2 separate regions of the Gasterosteus aculeatus genome follow, and region 1 is linked to region 2. The links are chromatin contacts, called in public Hi-C maps. All regions are on one chromosome and are shown on one strand. The core of a region is the stretch at or near the end of the contact, and the rest is flanking DNA. Distances in the headings are between cores, read along the strand shown.

Evidence for each region. A called contact is a pair of places that touch in the nucleus more often than the background predicts.
Region 1: a Hi-C map of tail fin shows a contact between it and region 2, with 3 times the contacts expected there. The contact joins the enhancer-like site here to the promoter of thumpd3 in region 2. A contact is called at or near these places in 4 of 6 Hi-C or Micro-C datasets (skeletal muscle, tail fin and whole body).

What each region holds. Positions count from the first base shown.
Region 1 is chr17:9,846,702-9,849,482 of fGasAcu3.hap1.1, reverse strand. srgap3 (SLIT-ROBO Rho GTPase activating protein 3) reads right to left here. Exons shown (of 22, transcript XM_078092068.1): 17 at 2,466-2,693; 18 at 2,253-2,326; 19 at 101-281. Among protein-coding and RNA genes, the nearest start is that of rad18, 11 kb to the left of the region's middle. Within about 2 kb of position 1,277, at least 2 of the 9 cell types and tissues checked have open chromatin away from gene starts, as enhancers often do.
Region 2 is chr17:9,790,096-9,792,795 of fGasAcu3.hap1.1, reverse strand. thumpd3 (THUMP domain containing 3) reads left to right here and starts at 1,323. Exons shown (of 10, transcript XM_040204630.2): 1 at 1,323-1,447; 2 at 1,890-2,207; 3 at 2,408-2,485; 4 at 2,560-2,700. The coding sequence starts at 1,971.

The DNA of each region.
Region 1 (2,781 bases), core at 28-2,527, 57 kb before region 2:
AACACACATATAAGAAGAACGCGTCGCGTATGCCGACAGCAATTACTGATGATGATTCTAAATGTAATGACTTGACACGAGATAAACTGCTGTTACTCACAGGTCTTGAACTACAATGTACTGATGTGGGATGAGGCCATCCACACCATTGTGACGTCCCTCCCACCAGTCTTCAGATGCTCTGTGATACAGTAGCAGAGAGGCTCCTTTTTTGAATGACAGCTCTCGGGGAGTCCGTCCGACGTAGTCAAACTTGGCGATGGCCTCAATCTGTTCAACCTCTGAAAACATAAATAAACATATATCAGCAAAACAATTTACACTCCTGGATGTTACCCCCAAATGTTTGTCATCTCACTCAGTTCACACTGCACATCCCTCAAACATAGAGCTAAAATATAACAATCCTTCATAATGAAAAAGGATTCATCAATAATTACAAAACGCATGATTGCATGACAAACAAGCACTACTGTTCAGACATGCTGTATGAGAAATAACTATTTTAGCTCACGAGTCAGATATATTCAGAGGGTTTTGCATAGTCTAAAAAGAAAACCTAGTCTTGTATTTCAGCAGCCAGCCAGCAGATGTCAGCCAGAGTCAACTGTATGGTGACAGCAATTAGCTCTTGCCAAGAAAGTATGAAAAATAAATGAACCAAGGGGAGCAAAGATGTGGAGGACGACAATCGCAGTTGGGAGTGAATAAAGATAAAAACATGTTTTATTCATATTTGATTTAAAGTATTAACAATTGAAAAGGTACAGAACAGTTTCCTAGTTCTGAAACTATCTTGGTTCTCTTTCATTCAAAGGTTGCTGCTGCAGGAAGAAACCAACTGATCTGGCTACACAAACCACAGTGCAACACCTTAGACAGTGAGGCCACGTAACAGCAGCACGGAGGTCTGCAGCGGCAGAATCTACAGCAGTCAATCAGTTGGTGTGTCTTTTACAAGTAAGAAAAGAAAGGGTCAGGATCCCTCATTACAAATGCAACCAACAGCACAAATGTCCCCCCGTTCTGACCTCACGCACTCAATATACAAACACGCATGTGAACACTACCTCTTCGCATACGATAGATATTATTCTGTTTACTACACTTGTTTTGGCTTTTGTGCAAAGCCCAGTTATGTATTCAAAGCTCGGAGGATAATTGGGGGAAATAATGCACAAAGGAGAAAGTCTCAGGAGAATTGCTGACTAACACTGAACAAAGAGCAAGTGGGGGAAGCGGGAGGAGAAAGACTCTCTCTCTCACACACACACACACACACACACGCACACACACACACACACACAGACAGATCAAGGAGGAAGCACTGCATGCCAACACTGTTACTCAACTTCAAACATCACAAAGGCTTTTGCAATCATAAGCTATTGCAGCACAGAACTCATCTTTCAGTCAAAATCCCTCAGTGGAAAAGGTAATTCTATACAACTATCTTATCCTCAAAGTCGCCTTACAGCAAATATTATGCAAAATCCATCCGATACTTTTTGCCAAAATGTGAACCTCTTTTGGATTTTCTATATTTTCTAAGTATGAAATAGTCACACGTTTAAAAAGATGGTGTATCAGATAACATAATTTTACGCTTGCTCTGATATCGACTAACAATTATCATTAGACACAATCTGTCAGGAAAAATAAAAAAAATAGCCCGCGTGAAGATTAAAACCAGTGCCAGCAGCTCCGTGCACCTGTATGTGCGTTTCTTTTAGTTGTATAATAAGGTCTGCATGCGAACATGCTCACAATAATAACATTAACTTGATAACTTTAGCTCGCAGCAACCATCTTAGTTTAGCATGTTAGCATGCTCATAGTTGCTTATTAGTAATAAACATAAAGTACAGCTACTTGTTCACAAAGTCTAAAGTATTTAGCAAATTAAAGAAAAACTGATGGTTAAGTTACTAGTTCTTCTTGAGGGGGGACAAACGTATCTGTACCACCTTTAGAGGTATGGAAACAATCATTGTCGAAGAACTCAAATGTCAACATGTTGGTTAAAAGTCAAAAGATCACCAATATCAGCTCATTGTCATGGACCATGAATTTCTGAACTGAATGTCAAGGCAATCGATCCAAAGGTCTCTGCCTGGACCCGACTCACAAACAGAGAAACGGACCCATAGGCCCACATTGCCCAACCCCCCCCCCCCCCCCCCCCCCCCCCAGGGAAATAGCTGCGTAATAACAACTCCTCCGCTTGAAACATGGCAACATGATGTACTGACCGTCATCACTGGTGTGTTGTTCAGTTCCATTGTCAGCCTCGTCAATAGCTCCTGGTTCACTATGGGGGCTGTCACTGTGGGAGACAATGGAGAGGTTAAATAGACGTTGGAACAATACAATGATACAACAATACATAAAATAAAACCCTTTTCTCTGAACCAAAACAAGCGCAGTCATAATACAAGTGTATTTTTCTAACCACCAGTACTCACCAGTACTCCTCCCCCCCAGTCATGCACTTCTCATACACCGGGCCGTCCAGCTCACGTTGATTGGGAAAGATGAGTTCATTGTGGATGATGATGGTCTTGATGACCTCGTTAACATGTGCCTGGCACGATACAGGGTCCTGCCCGTCTGGGATGGGCATCAGGGTCGGACCAAAACAGATGGCCAAATTGTATGGATCCATCATGTTCTCGTCACTGTACTGGGAGAGACTGGGGGGCGGGGAAGGGGAGCATTGTGTATTTAAAGATGTAAGCAAACACATAAAGGTAACATGATAAACAGTGTTTATTGTTTGTG
Region 2 (2,700 bases), core at 74-2,573:
TCTGCAGCTGTATATAGAAGCACCTCATCCGCGCTTATCTGAATTATAAGCAAGTCAGACAATACTGTTTGATCTTCTGTCCGAGCCTCAAACCTTGCAGCTGAACTTTTATTATTCAGTTCATTTTAACTGTGAGAGCTTGTCTGATTATTCTCTCTGCAGAGAATAAGGAAAATATGTGTTGCTAATGTTTTATTATTCAAAAGTTTTCTTCCTGTACTCCGTGCAAAATTGGCCATCTGTTGTGCAGAACTTTTCGTTCTTTGACACAAACACACGCCCACTCGTCTCTAAGACTTTACACGTATGAATCAGTTGGAAAGTAAATAAACTTGACCTTTAATAAATGGTGAGAAAAACAACAAAACATGTTCCATAAACACGATTTATGTGGTGTGGAGGGGCAAGGAATACGCTACAATGCTGGCGTATTTTTCTGTCAGTTAGGCATTCAAGTAATATAATTTAATTTTAATTAAATGTTTTAAACCTCACTCAACCACAGTGAATTCGAAAACGGGTATGGTACATATAAAATTATAAAAAGAGCAACTATTTATTTTCTAATAAACAGACAAATATCTCACAGTTACGGCTCTAACTTGCACTGCACAGATGTTCAATTAATCACACAAGCAAATACGACACAGAACAGTACACAGATATTCTTAACACAACTCTCTACACAAACGTCTGTTATTCTGCTCTTTATTGTGTCGTTTCGAAGGTGAACGGTTTTGCTCAGTTCTCTCAAACCACAGTTTGTTCGAAACTTATATCACAGCGCCCTCTGTCGACTACCTGTTGGAAAGTTATACCCGGAAGTAGAAGCCAGTAGAAATGAATGGAAGCACATTGGTAAGAAGAAACAAATTGACCCAAACTAGATTTCCGGTTTGGGCATCTAGCTTTCACAACAAAACCAAGGCTATGCTAGTTTTAATGATTTGCATTATGATTTAAGCACCATGCCCAATTTATTACGGTCATATAATAAATAGTGACGGTTACGAAACAAAATCAATAACTCTCATCTCCAAGTAAGTTACAGTTGTGATTAGATTAGATTTTTTTTGTCATGTAATTATAAAAGTATTTATATTAAAATAATTTAATGAACAATACTAATAAGACATATAAATATGGATTTCATTGGCCATGATATACTGAACTAATTTACCGTTGTTTGGGGAAATAAATACAAAAAGATACGGTTCATGTGCACGTAATAAGTGTTTACATAGTTTGCACATGATTTGTTTACACTATTGTAGAATAGACATGACACTCTTCCCATTTCCTTCAAGAAGTATTTTGACATTTGGCCACATTTGAAAAATTACCTTTGTGGAGATGATGCTTTTATTTTGGAGTATTTCTGCCGGAAGTATTGATGTTGTTGCTGGCTGAGAGGAAGCGTGACTTTTGTCGCCTCGTGTCTTGACAGGTTGGTCGAATTCCAGTTAGCAAGTTTAATAAAACTAACTGTTCTGCTATTTTCACCTGCTGCTACGGCTCAGCCGGGGCGCCTATCACATTAAAAAGTGCCAGAATGGCGGCGTAAACGAAGCTCTTTATCGGTGGCTAACGTTAGCTTGTTGTTGTGTCGTAACAACTTTTTAGCACCTCAAAGCTAACTTCACTATAGCCAGCTAACGTTAACTAAGGTAACCAGTATGATTGATTTCCCTGCAACAACGTCACATGTTTATTCACTTTGTTTAATTCAACCATCGTCTATGCAAACTTATGACTCATAACAGCCCACATGTATATGTTTATAACACTTAAAGTTAGCTTTGTAGCAAATGGCTCATGCCTCAGTATGGCAAAAACATGCTGTAACGTCAGCAACTGTTTAAATAACGTCACTTCTCTTCCCCTCCAAGGGCTAAGTTACATGTGCTCCAGCTGTGCTACACATCATCCAGGTACATCTCATCTGGTGAGGCGCAGCCCACAAACACAGCATGTCCTCCCAGGAAGGCGGGGCTGCAGAGTCGGGCCTTAACGCAGCTGCAGCATCCACCTCTCGCTCCGCTATGAACGATGGCGACGTCCTTGCTGTCACCATCGGAGCGACCGTGCCTACAGGATTCGAGCACACTGCTGCAGAAGAGGTCAAGGAGAAAATTGGGGTCGATGCACAAATCGGGAAAGATCGTGGTCGCATCTACTTTCCAATAACCACCGACAAGCTTTCCCAGGTGACAATCCTGACATCAACGCATGCCCTTTTTCTTCTTCGTCGTTGCTCGCTGACAAACATCATAATATGCATAGAAAAAGCTTTGGTCGATATACATATGTGTGTGTGTGTGTGTGTGTGTGTGTGTGTGTGTGTGTGTGTGTGTGTTCAAACACTGATCTTTATCCTGGCAAACTTTTCTGTTCTCTAAAACTCTAGGTACATCTTCTGAGGTCTGTGGACAACCTGTTTGTGGTGGTTGCGGAATACGATCATTACCCATTCAAAGAATCAAAGGTAACCTACGAGCATCATTGTTCTGTTGTAGCTGCTGATTATTGTGAGGGTTAATGAACACTGTGTTTGTGCAGGAAGAGACATTGACGGAGATGATGCAGCTCGCCTCCAAACTCCCCTGGACTGATGCCTTGGCGGTTTGGAAGCTAAATGGCAAATTAAAAAAGAGGAAAGGCTACCGGAAGGGAGGAAATGTCACCAAAGCCAAATCCAAT